Regions from separate parts of the Rattus norvegicus genome. Here region 1 is linked to region 2. The links are chromatin contacts, called in public Hi-C maps. All regions are on one chromosome and are shown on one strand. The core of a region is the stretch at or near the end of the contact, and the rest is flanking DNA. Distances in the headings are between cores, read along the strand shown. Region 1 overlaps Pvt1 (Pvt1 oncogene). Region 2 overlaps Pvt1 (Pvt1 oncogene).

Region 1 (7,409 bases), core at 3,457-5,956, 140 kb before region 2:
TCTCTTTAAAAAAAAAAAATCAATTGTCCCCAGCAATCCACCTACACAGTTCTAGGAAAATAGGGGCTAAACACTCTGCTTCAGCAAGCAAACAAGGAACAAGGAGGGCGAGAGGAATCCATCACAGCGCCTGCGCTTTTCATTATTCACACCAACTGTTTTTAGAGTCACTAAGTTCAAATGACCCTGTCCCTTGGGGCCGCAGAACTATTTTTACCAACGCTTGCCAGTAAGGAAGCCGTGCATGCTGAATAAATGGGATTACTCAGTATGAGGAGACACTAAGTGGCTTCAAGAGGCTTCAGGGTAAAGGAACTGCATATGGCCTGGAAGGAAGATGCTGGAACAGTCAATGTCTGACCCGCCCAGGACTTTGAGAGACTTTGATGTGGGGACCACAGGGCATCCAACGAATAGGAAAAGCCTGCTGGGATCCCATCCCAAACTGCCAGAAAACAATGAAAGAAGATAAATGGCCCTGGCGTCAGGAAAAGGCAACACTGAATAAGGGATAGAGGTGTGCCTGGAGCGTAGTAAGTGATCCACAAATACCTCATGTGCATGCATGCATGTGCATGTGAACACACACACACAGAGAGAGAGAGAGAGAGAGAGAGAGAGAGAGAGAGAAAGAGAGAGAGAGAGAGAGAGAGAGAGAGAGAGGCCTGCCTGCACAGAGAACCAGCAAGATAGCTTTTCTCTATGCTTTCTGGACTTCAGGGTGATCACACCCAGCCTGAAGGCTTTAAGTTGGAGGGTTCTACATGCAATCAAGTCATATTCATTTCTGCACACATTATTTCTGGCATCCAAGTTAATCCCTTTGTTCCATGGATTTAATATGTCCCAGAAGGTGTGTTTGTGTGAGAGAGTGGGACAGAGGAGAAGGAAAAGGGGGGGTGGGGGGGTGGGGATTGGCTTACATAATCACGAGGCCCCCAATCCCAGACAGAATCTGCAAGGCAGACAAGCAAGCAGTTGAAGTCTGTAGGTAGCATGGAGTCAGGATTCCTACTTTCTGTTGCCACAGAAAGCTTCAGTCTGTTCTCTTAAAGCCTACAGCTGAGTGGAGCAGGCCCAGCCACACCACGAAAAGTCACAAACTTTGCTCAGTCTATTGATATAAATGTGGACCTCGTTGAAGAAACACTTTAGCTCAAAGAGGTGATGCATGTTTGTAATCTCCACATTCAAGAAGCGAGAGGGTTTTGAATTTGAAGTCATCTTATACTATACTTCAAGACCTTTCCTCAAAACGACAATTGCAACAACAACACCATCAAGGGGGTCCAAGAGACCTCCCAAATTACATAGGCTGCTATTTCATTGCTTGTGGTTGCTTCATAACTTACAGTCTATTGCTGAAGTCACCACACACTTCAGTCCAGGAGTTGAAGAAATCCAGTTGGCACTGACCTGGAAGTGTCCTCCCTGGTAGATAGCTCGAGTATTGGAAGGTGCTATGAAAGCTGTCAGAAGAGAAAAGTTATCAACAGGCCTGCCTACCCGGCTGTAAATCCTGTGAATTACAACAACAATTATCAGCACAGCAAGCTGTACCCAATTGAACAGTGGTATTTCCATCTTGGGGATGGCCACAAACAACTGTCTCAGTGGACTTAAAAACTACACAGCAGAATTCTTGCCTGGAGCTCTACGCTTAACTAAGAACGCCTGGTTGGAGCAGTTGTAGACCCTAGAAGAGAACCTATTACCACAGTTCTCTAAACTGACACATTACACAACTGGCTCCTACATATTTATCCCTAGTTTTATAGAGTGCATAACAGCTTCTTTTTGTGGTAGATAGAAGTTATTACAGAGATCCCCAACAGGTCAACATGCACAGAATAAAGTGACAGTGGGGCTTCTATAACTCATCACCTACATCCACATTACAGGGAATAGCACAGACGAAGGACCAAAAACTGTGTAAGAACCAGAGGACCAGAAAGACTGCTGCAAAAGAGTGTCTTCTAGATATGACAGGGATTTAGCTCCCACGAACACTCAACACCTATGGCTGTAAGAACTGTGCAGGCCCATACTAGTCAAAACCCCAGCATGGATTGGGAAAGAGCTCCCAAAGCCCAGATCCAAGTTGAAGAGCTAAGGGCAGTCAAATGCTACTGAGGATGGGAGGGTCATTTTTCATCAGGGATAAGCCCTCTGATAAGTCACCTATCTTCCCGTGGTGGGCCCTACACCAGAGTGTATGTACAACACTAATCATAGTAATAACATTAGAAATAATAGAAGATATGACTTTGAATGTGGGATATGTGGGGGACAAGGGAGGAGTAGATGAAATCAAAATGAATTGTACTCATGTGTGAGAGTCTCAAAAACAAAAGAAAGAAAAGAAAAAACAGTCCATAAACAAAATGCCTACTTTCTCCATGACAACTAGACCGGTATTTGATCAATGTCTGGGTACCCTGCCCTAGCTAGGGTGATATAGAACTCACCGTCCTGTACAAGGTGCAAACAGTGATTCTTCATCTGCACAAATATTCATTTTCCTTGGGCCCTCTCACTAGAGTTCCAGACATAAGAATCCCACCCCATACTTGAAACACACACACACACACACACACACACACACACACACACACACACAAAACAATCACACTCTTCTTTCTGATTCTAGGTAGCCACTCAGGTCTCTAAATGCATGAGATTAATCCTTCACTCCCCGACACTTCGTATCCCAACCACCAGCAGACTGCACACTGGGTATTCATTCTGAACCCCAAGGCATCTCCCAGTGCCTTCTCCTACCACTCAGTATCTTCTCTCCATATCTACAACAGCCTGGTGTTTCCAACATCCTGCTGAGTGGCCCAGATGCTTCACACTGGCAGATTCCTGTCCATCTGCTACACAATAGCCTGTTTAACACTGTCTCAATAAGAGAAGAACCAAACTTCTTACCCTGCCCCCTTCTGCTCCCTGAGCGGCTTTCTTTTTGTTCTTTTAGACTATGTGTCCCCTCCCTAACTGTCTATCTTAACTCGCCCAGACAGGCCATTTCCGAAAACCTACCTATCTGGAAGATAGGGACTGCTCACAAGATATCTTATAGTCCTGGTCCAAAGGTGGATGGCAGGCACTAACATGAGGACAATGGAGGGAATAGAGTACTGCAATGGAGTAGGTACAGGTGAGGGAGACAGGTGATATGTTTGGATTTGGCGAATGTCTAAGGCAGGTGGCAATGCAGAGTATTCTCTGAACTAGATCAAAAAGGGGAAAAGGAGTTGAGAGGCCAGTGAAGGGAAGATCGGAGAGAAAGATGATCAGGTCAGGCCAGGAAAGGAGGTAAAAAGAACTGGAGCAGGTGACCTAGAACTGCTATGAACTCTGCAGCCAAGATTTCATACTCTGATGGTCGGAAGAATTGCACAGAGCAAAGACAGAGAGAGGGAATGCATTTGACAGAGGCCAAAGGGAAGAAAGATTGCCACAACCATGAAGAGGAGCTTGGGGTACCCCAGCAAAACTCCCAGCAAGCAGGGCTCTCTACACCCACCTATTCCCTTGCTCCTCCTCAGAGGGCACTGCACACAAAGCATCAGGATCAGCAGGCTCTGTTCTAATGCCTTAGAGAAGATATTGAGGAAAAGAAATCTATTATTATCCTTCCTATACAGAACAGGTGCAAGTGAGGTATCCATGGCTAACAGAAGGGTGATTTAGTTACTGCCCTGGAGATTTTACTTCTGAGACCTCCACACTTGTATTTGTTAAGATGTTATCTTCCTTCTTAGCCAATAATCGCAACAGAAACTGCACTTCGCTTTCCTCAGCCTCCCCTCGGTTGGTCTAGGTCCCATTAGGGTACTGGTCGTATTGTTGCCCACTGCAGCATCCTCATAACCAGAGAATGTCCAGGCAGGTGGCAAATAAAAACTAAGACTAGTTAAGCATCAAGATGGCTCATGCTTGAGTAAGGACATGGGCTTGGGACTCCTACTGCAGCCTGGTGCTCAAAGGAACTTCCACGGGCATTTTGAGCCAAGTCCAGACATACTGTCAGATAACAGAGTATGTTTACTCCAGTGACAAAGTCTTCATCTGGAAGACTTCCTCATTGGCATCTGCAGGTCATTTTTCAATTTTTCAAATAGTATGTGAGCAACAGAACCTTCTTTTCTTCAAAAGCCACAGCTGTGCCCTAATAGAGTATTTTTTAAAAAACCTAGTACTGACCTGAACTTGGTCATTCTAGCAATCCATGTGAAAACCTTACATTGGCAGATCCATGTATATCAGGAAAAGTCCTCCACAAAGGAAGGAATGGGATGCAGTAGAAGAGCATTCTACTGTTGGATGTGTTGGATATCAGTGGATTAAGCCACAGGATCTTCTCTTGTCAGGGAGACATGGCAGTGTTTGGAGACCTTTTTATTCACAGTTCATAGCTACCATGACACAAAAATGACCACTGTTTGGTCTTTACAGAATACAGATGAACCCAGGATTGGGGAAAGTCAAAGGTAAGTCCAGGTATTAGGACTCTAGAGCTCCAGATCAGAACACGTGCTCAATAAATATTACCTGCTGTGTGTCATTACTGCTGCTGTTCTTAAAGAAACACACTTCAGAGGTATTTGAACTATACCAACTTACTCGGAGTAACTTGCCCTTAAGCCAGTGTACAGTGTGCGCAGCAGACGCTTCCAAAAGGCCAAAGATTCTGCTGAATTTCAAGGTCAATGCTGTGTCCACAACTGCTACCAGTCACCCATGCCAAGGATCCTCCCACACTCCGCACTTGTAGCCAGGAAACAGCAGACAAGCTTCCTGCAGTTCCTTGGTAGTTATTTGTGCGGCTTTTTGAAGCTTTTGTATTCTATAATGTGCTGGGCTGGGTGGACAGCCCCATGGTGATCAAAGACCCAGCTGGCAGGTATACCAACCCTGTATACTCTGCCAACCACCAGTCACCAGATGCCAGCTGCCAGCCACCAACCACCAGCCACCTGCCACTGAATCCAGGAAGAGTCACAAGGAGGAGGTGTTAGGCTTCAGAAGTGTTCCAGGTGCTATCCCAGCCACAGGCTCTGCCTTGGAACAACTGAAGTGTGCCGATTCCAGGTGTACCAGGTAGGAGCTGACATTCAAGCAGCTCCTAAACCAACAGTGGCAGACAGATCACTGCCAATGTGATGGGTCAAGGAAATTTAACCTCTGACGGGGACAAATGAGTTCAAGAGGGCCGAAAGGGAGAGTGCAGTCTACTTCCACAGTCCCAAGTTCACAAGAACCATACTTACTCGATGGCAGGTTGGGGCCAAAGGATTCTAAGATAACCATCACTGAGCATGCACTCGTGAGGGACTATGTTGCATTACATGAGGAACTGTGCAAGAAACAAGACCGGAAAGGGCTCATAACATCTGTGATGGTTTGAATAGGAAATGTTTCCCCATGACTCAAGGCATTTGAATGCTTGGTCTCCTAGTACAGTTTGGGGAGATTTAAGAGGTTTGACCTTTTGGAGGAAGTGTGTCATTAGTAAGCTTTGCAAGCAAAAGGACCTGAATCATTTCTAGTCCCCCTGTCCCTTCTCTTTGTGTTTGAAGATCGAAATGTGAGCCTTCACATCCTGCCTCTGCCTCAGCTCTGCCTCCACAGATGGACTCTAACACACTAGAACCATAAGCTCAAATACATTTTTTCCTCCATGAGTTGCCTCGGTCATGGTATTTTATCACAATTATAGAAAAGTAACTAATACAGTGTCCCATGTTCATAGACACCCACTTACATTAAGTGTCCAGTGAGGGAACGGAGTCCCCTGTCCTCACAGAACTCAGATACTTGTTCTCCCTCTGGGAGCCTCAAAGACCTTCACAGGGAAATTCTGGATGTCAACTATGCCTCTAATCACCCTGAAAATCTTGCGGATGTAGATCACAGCACCTTCTGCATCACTCTCACGGATAAAGAAGGACTATTGGCTGCCACATTTTCCCCATAACAATGTGTGTAGACAAGAAAAAACGATCACCTAAGGTCAAGTGGCAAACCTGGCTCTAACAAACACAGGAGCTCATTTCTTACATTTTATAAACAACGTATGAAACACTTCATATATGAGATCCACATCACATGGAATAAGACTATTAAATGAGTGATATACACGTGTGAAGTGGCAATGAATACACAAATGATTGCACACACACACACACACACACACATCACTGCTCTTCTACTGTAGGTAGTACATGGATGTATTTGTGTGCCCATGACTACATATAATAGCAAAATAGCTTTTTAAAAGTTTTCTTCTTGCTTGTCTGAATGTCCTAAATTATAATACGAGTATTTGTTGTGTTTTTCAAACGGTAAGAATGGAAGTTCTACCTCTTTTTCTCTGATGGATCTCTGAGTGGGGAGCACCACAAGGGAGCTAGAGGGTGCAGCGAAGCTTCTGTACTGCCTCCTATCCTCTTTGACCATTCCTATAGGATGCTGTGCCGCTCAACACCTAGGATGGTAACTCACATAGAACAACACTGTCAACAGCTGTTCTTTGTAGAACACTTATACTAGGCGAGCCCATAGAACTTCCTTGCCCTTCACTAGTGTCAGTGTGCTGGGTAGATACCCATGTGCAGAAGAGGAAACTGAGGCATGAAGTAGGTAAGTCCTAGTGATAGCCTGGCAAAGCAAAGTGCTATATCAGGGACTGGAGCCCCAGCCTGTACTCTCTGTGTAACACCTTGCTTTTCCTCAGAACCAGTCAGGTCATTATGTTCCTGCTGCCAGAGATCCTAAGTGGGGACAGGCTGTGCACTGAATAGCCTGGGAAAGAGCAGAGGGTTTACTCATGGAAGAAGTAAAGGCCCGAGAAAGGATCGGGGCTATGGGAATAGCCCCAGTCAACAGCTCCAGATGGTATATTCAAGTCAGTTGAGGTAAATATCTGGGCAGTTCTATCCCAATGTAACTGGGCCTCAGGGTATTCAGGTGTGGGAAGCCACCAAGACAGGAAGCAGCCACCAGGGCCCTCGTACAGGTATCCAACCTTGCCTGATTGGCCAGCTTGGTTGGCTGCCTGTCAAGACTTCTAAAGGGTGAATGAAGCAGGCTGGGAGGCTAGGCTGGATAAGTCTGCCTGAAACTGAGATGCTAAACAAAGGGAGGCCACAGTGGGCCAAGCTGGCAGAAGCCCAGGGCGGGACAGAAAGGGGGAAACAAGAGTCACAAAACAAGAGCTGAGGGTTCCAAGGTGCTATCCCTATTGGGCATTCTCTGCCCACAGGTGGAGATTGAATGCAAACAGGAGGCCATAGCTGTTGAGAAAGCTGTGAGAAGGCCTGGTAGATGGAAGTCAGCAGAGAACAAACCTTTCTTGTTCTGTTTTCTTTCTTTTTTTCTTGGGAGTGGGGGAGGACGGT
Region 2 (6,450 bases), core at 3,921-6,420:
GTGGCGATCCAGTAGAGGCAAGGCAGGTGGTGAGAATTCACAGTGAAATTCTATCATGTGTGGGCAGCAGAGCAGATACATGCTTCTGTTTAATAGATACTGTGAGGGGCTGGAGAGATGGCTCAGTGGTTAAGAGCACTGACTGCTCTTCCAGAGGACCTGAGTTCAAATCCCAGCAACTACATGGTGGCTCACAACCATCTATAATGAGATCCAATGCCTCTTCTGGTGTGTCTGAAGATAGCTACATGTACTTAAATATCATAAATAAATAAATCTTTAAAAAAAAAATAGATACTGTGAGAAGTTCCCTGGCCCTTAGATGCTCAAACAGCAAGGGAGAAATACCATCTGTTTAGATGGCCCAAGTGGACAAGAGCAGAGAACTCTCAGCCATTGACCTCTTCTTTACAAGAAAACCTAGCCACAGCTACCTGCCCAGTCTCTTGAGGTACTTACCCAGCTTCAAGGTTCTCAGGAACCCTTTCCTAAATGCACCAATCAGAAACCTTTAGCCCATCATTTGGTTTTTGGAGGATGTCATAACTGACATCATATCTTTATGGAGACAGAAACCCAAGCTGGCCTCACCATCCTTATACCTGAAGTCTCCCAAATGCTGAAATTCCATTTGTATACAGCTAAGCTGGCTTTGGGCTGGAAATGGAGCAGCCTGTCTTGGTCCCATGCAGTACCCCAGCGCCCACAACTGGCACTCGAGCTCTGCCAAGAAAAGCCTTGCTTCAGGCAGCCCCATATCTGCCACCAAACCTGCTCTCTCCTACACAGGCTCACCCAGGAGCCAAGTTTCCTGATGGTTCCAGGAAATAGCCCTGCCCAGCTTCACACGCTGCCTTCCCTGTATCCCCTGGAGCATTCCCAGTTCCTGTCACCACTGGCAGCTGTTAGCCAGTACTAAGACTCAAGGGTCAAAGTTGGCGTTCACAGGGTTTGATGTCACATATTTCTTGGCAGAACAGCATTAATCCTGAGGCTCACCACACCCCGATAATATAAGCTCAAGGAGGACAAGATGGCACAGGTAAAGAAAGGAGAGAAAGCACTCTCCTCCAGGACTTGTGACTCAGCTTGTCTACTTGTAGGGACAAAGAAGCAAGGATTTGCAAGGGCCTCTGGGTACCAGGCATTTCAAGCATGAGAACCTCACTCTCCTCTCTTTGACCTAGATGATATCACCCTTGTTTGACAGACAAGGAAATTGATGTTATAACAGGTTAGCTGAATAGCAAACCCAAAATTCACCTCCCAGAACACAATAGGTATAGATCGCACTTTCATACTGATCCTTCTTTTCAGAATGGCCCTGTCCCTGCACAGTGTAAACGGGGAGCATTTAGACATCAGATGGACCAGTGGGCATCCTCGTGGGATACAGACCTATACAGAGCATGCAGGAGAGCAGAGGTGCATATCTCTTCGGGAACCTGCTAGGTTCCTGATTATTCAGTGAAAACGATGCAAACTAGCAAGGAGACAAGCAAGTTCAAAAGCCTACCAGAGTTCACATTCCACCTCTGTCACCTTGTGACCATGAGAAAGCTATTTCACCTTCGTGCCCTTCCCTAAGTCAGAACTAGAGCTAAAACAGATGCTTAAGAAGTGGCTCTGGCTAAAAAAAAAAAAATAAAAATAAAATAAAATAAAAGCATTTATTGACAGCTCATGTGGGTCCACAAATTGGGTAACAGCCTAGCATTCTTGTTTCCCATTTCATATGGCCATTCCCTATACTGTGAGTTACCTGCTTACCGCTACATATAGAAATGTCTGCAGCTCAAGGAGTATGTCTACCCTTTCTCTTCCTCCTTCAAGGTTAACAACATAGACTTAGGTCATTGTCTAAAACCTGCTGTTATCTTGGATGCCAAGAACAAGGAAACCAGATGAGGGCAAATATCCATGATGCCCTGGCTGCATCCAGAGCAGAAGTTGTTGGCATCAAAGCCATTTGCAGTCAGCCTCCGAATCCATCGATGATGACCCTAGGCGACAAGGACCCTCTTGCGTCTGTTGCCATGGTATACACACACACACACACACACACACACACACACACACACACACACACACACCTGTGTGTGGTGGTGGCCCAAATAAAAAGGCAGACACCCCAACCCCTCACCCCCTCTTCTCTTCCTCGCTTCCCCCTAATAAACCTCTTCTCGTGGGACTCTGTTGGCCCAGCATATGAGCTGCCTTCTAACACAACAGAAGTAATCTGCCTTTCCTATGACACAGATTGAGCCCATCCGGCAATGACAGTGGCTAAGGTCTTTCTTGGACCACCTAAGAGAACTATAGTGAGACAATGATCAAGCATACCACCCTTTGACCAGGATTGCTTAATCATGGTGTGGCCTTCTTGCTCCTTGCTCCAAAACTTTCTCCATTCAAACCTGAAGCTCATGTCAGTGTCCCAGGAGACAGTCTTGGAGCGGAGGGGGAACTAGAACCCTTTATTTATTCCTATTTCCAGTGTGACCACACTAAGGAATATAAGTCCTCTCTCTATTTTTGCACCGTTTCTTATCTATTTAAATGGTAGACTAAGGGCCAATGGCTAAACATAGTATACAGGGGCTGCCTCTGAATATAAGCATATACAGAAGTCCAGGCTTTTGCATTAAAAATTCCAGTACTGTTCCTGGTCTTTCTTCTCCTGTTCAATGAGGAAAGAAACCTGTCATTGTTGTTTTGTGTCTTCTAAGGATATAATGGTGAAATTGGGGAGTTGAATGGTCAATATGAATGAGTTGAACATGAGCCAATCTACTACAAAAGAGGGGAGGTGGAACCCTCTCTATCTCAGTTAAACATGCTATTAAAGGGGAGGCAAGATGGCCTGATGCATAAAAGTGTTTGCTGCTGTGAGAAATGTTTCTTTCTTCAATCAACAGAGGTCTATATTCCCCGAACCTCCTCCATGCCCATCAGGCTGATTAGCCAATCATATCAAACTGAGTTTCCACCAATAAGATGGGAAATAATTACTACCTGTGTTAGGAATAAAAGACAAAGACCATTTGGTCCATGTGTGTTCACGGGCCCAATCTGAGTTCAGGTATGTCCATTCTACAAAAAGAAATTACCTTGCAGAGTCATTTTCGCATCGTTCATACATTCCTTTGTGTGGCACAGACGATTGTTTTCCAACTGATAAGGCCAGCAAATAGCCTAAGTTTAGTCCCTGGAATCCACAGGCAGAAGGAGAGAACCAAGTCCTGAAAGTTGTCCTCTGACCTACACATGTGCACTGTGGCATAAGCAAACGAATGCATGCACTCACTCCCACACAAATTCACACAGGGAGAAATAAAATAAACATAATGGGAAATATTTTTAAATGTCACTAAAAATGAACGCTGGTAGGTAGAGAAAAGGGAAGGATCAAAAGGGTAGGTCCAGGGGTTGGGGATTTAGCTCAGTGGTAGAGCGCTTGCCTAGCAACCGCAAGGCCCTAGGTTCGGTCCCCAGCTCCGGTGGGGGGAAAATAAATAAAAGGTAGGTCCAGGTCACAGAAGCAACTGTGGTACATCCGAGTTTGTGAAAAAACGACTCAAGTGGCCATTCGTATTGGAACGCCACAGTAATAGATGATGCCTCTAGAAAACCAATCAACACGGACACAAGAAAGCTCCGAAGGCGTCTATCAAACCCAGAAATCTGGTGACATTGCCTACACCTGCACCAGGGAGGCAGGGAAGGGAGGATCAGAAGGTTTGTAACAACCTCGTTCTACAGCAACACCCTATTAGAAATTCCCCATCACCATCTACCTTTGTGCTACGAGTCACAATGCTTGCCTTCAAAGCCCATCCATACCCAAAGCTGTTTCCAGCTCACTCATCACCTTCTATAGAAGGGAACAATGCCCTCCTAGTCATCTTTCTAGTCATGAGCTTCCAGATGAATTCAAGGGACGACTCTTTACCAACTTGCCCCTACAGATCTTTGAGGTCTAGCCCATCTGGCCCCAGTGCAGAAGCAGTGGCTAAAGACTGGACCACTTCCACAAGTGGCTGGCATCAGCACTAACACATGGGTCATCAGTCTTACCTAGGAAGCCATAAAAGAGACTAAGTCCCAAAGGATGGGTCAGGCTTGAGAACTAACTACCACTAGCCCACAGAGGTGACTCCACCAAAGCCACATAAGCAGAGGAAAATTTCCAGAGCCCAAACCTTAGCAGCATCTCCTGTGCTCGCACAACTATACAACCAAACATCGTTCCACTCAGGGTCAGCTAGGGCTCTCTGTCCAGTGTGAACCAGAAAGATACAGAAACCCTAAAAAGTCCTCACTGCCAAGCTCCCTGCCCACAACAGTTGAATGCCCTCCTCTACCAGAGGCAAGCATTGGACTCAGCATGCAGGCTGGCCCCACAGAGAGCCCAGGCCTTCTAAAGACATTTGTATTTCACCTTGGTAGTTGGTTTCCTGTACTACAGGTGCCTTAAGAGGGAGACTCCCGCAACCAGACATGGGGGCTGGAGGTGGGATGCTAAACCGAGTCAGGCAGGTCTGCGCATCAAATTCTAGATGTTCTGACTTCTGCTTCTCGATCTGCCTCTGAACTGGTATCATCTCCTACTAGACCCCACTTCTTCAAACACCAAATTGGTATAAGGACATAAGGACAATGCAATTAATATAAAAAAAAATTATTGCACCTGTTCCCTCAAAAAAAAAAAAAAAAAAAAAAGACTGAATTCTCAAGGGAGCTTCAGGATGCTCCCAAACTACAGCAGATACAAGAAAGTTGGCTGATCTTCCTGGGACCCGCCCAGGGCCCAGGAATCTGCCCTACTTCACTCCTGCCCCAGCTTGCTTAATCACCTCCCTGGCTCCCTGCCTGTCACCCAGCTGCTAACTTGAAATGAACTTTTGGATTCTGAATCGTAGCTGGCAGTCTGACGTGAAGGTGCGTATTCCCTAGCCCACATGCAGAGGCCTGGAAAGGAATCAGGATAAAAGAGTCCTTAAGGGGGGCAGAGAGCATCAAATGCCAGTGTGGATTGCCTTTAAATGCCCCAAGAATCAGGAAAGCCTATCTGGGTTCCACAAAGGGCTCACTGTTGAGTACAGAGCTGTAGTGTGTGTGACTCATAGCATGATTCAGCAGCCCACTAGAAGGGCATGCAGAAAACCTCTTGAGTCACTTCTAGAGGCAGGGGGTCCTGTGCCAAGCTACCGACAAAACTCAGGCTAAAGGAATGCCCTCCTCTGCCTGCCTTGCCCTCTGCCTGCGATTCAGACACCTGGCATCCCAGCAAGGGCACGTGATAGCCCTGTCATTCGGCCAGGGCAAATAGGCAGGGGCAACAAGAGTCCCATTTCCCGGCTGGGATGAGATCACTGTCGAGGGGGGAGAAAGGAAGCAGGATCCAGGACCCGGGAAGGGGTGGGGATGGCCAGGAAGTCAGCAAGCTTCCCTGCTAGGGCTGCAGCAAGCTGGCTTCTAGAACTGGGGGAGAGGAGCCAGGAATAGAACAGGGAACAAAGGGGCAAAATAGAGCCTGGGCCCAAGGGCACAATGGAACCCCCAGTGTAAATCATGCTGAATGACGTCCAGGCTCAGAGAGTATCTTGCCCCGCCTCCACCCCCAACCTCCCACCTTCCCCTCCCTCTTTATTCATCTTTATTTATTAAAACTCAACTTTGGTCACTTACCCCAGCAAAAACACCCCTACAGAAAGCTTCTGTCACAACCAGCTTGAGTCAAAATGACATTGATATATATATATATATATATTGTGGAGACCTTTCTTCAGTCAGCTGGCCACTCCAAACAGAATCCCTCTATTCTATCCCTTCTTTATGGGATCGCTGCAGCTCCTGCTGCTTCTCTTCCATACAGGCTTCCAGGAGAAGCCTGAGAAATTTGCTTTCTTTCCCCGTAACATCTAGGTCAGCAAAGTCACAAGAGCATTGGCCATGCAAGCTGGACCTCTATATTAGAGGAAGGGAGGGCCAAGGCCCTCAAGGGATCACTATGAAAGAGCATCCCGATCATTCATTTAAGTCTGGGCATGGTGGTACATATCCTTGCTCCCAGTATTTGGGAGGCAGAGGCAAGGAGGATCTTTGAGTTAGAGGTTAGCCTGGTCTACATAGCAAACTCTAGGACAGCCAGGATGAAAGAAAGAGAAAGAGAGAGAGAGAGAGGAAGGGAAGAAGGAAGGAAGGAAGGAAGGAAGGGAGGGAGGGAAGAAGGAAGGAAAGAAGGGAGGGAAGGAGGGGGGAGGGGGGGAGGGAGGGAAGAAGGGAGGAAGGGAGGGAGGAAGGAAGGAAGGAAGGAAGGAAGGAAGGAAGGAAGGAAGGAAGGAAGGAAGGAAGCGGGGTTGGGGATTTAGCTCTGTGGTACAGCCCTTGCCTAGGAAGCGCAAGGCCCTGGGTTCAGTCCTCAGCTCCAGAAAAAAAAAAAAGAAA

What was found. Hi-C and Micro-C count contacts between places; a contact is called where the count stands out from the background.
Region 1: a contact with region 2 is called in a Hi-C map of liver, with 2.7 times the contacts expected there. The contact joins two enhancer-like sites. A contact is called at or near these places in 2 of 12 Hi-C or Micro-C datasets (liver and mammary epithelial cells).

The regions. Positions count from the first base shown.
Region 1 is chr7:95,728,703-95,736,111 of GRCr8, reverse strand. All of the region lies in intron 3 of Pvt1 (Pvt1 oncogene), which reads right to left. Among named protein-coding and RNA genes, the nearest start is that of Pvt1, 190 kb to the right of the region's middle. Within about 2 kb of position 4,706, at least 5 of the 93 cell types and tissues checked have an H3K27ac peak or open chromatin away from gene starts, as enhancers often do. A contact at or near this core is called in liver, where this site is marked.
Region 2 is chr7:95,591,936-95,598,385 of GRCr8, reverse strand. The region is part of intron 1 of Pvt1 (Pvt1 oncogene); the gene reads right to left. Among named protein-coding and RNA genes, the nearest start is that of Pvt1, 49 kb to the right of the region's middle. Within about 2 kb of position 5,170, at least 66 of the 93 cell types and tissues checked have an H3K27ac peak or open chromatin away from gene starts, as enhancers often do. A contact at or near this core is called in liver, where this site is marked.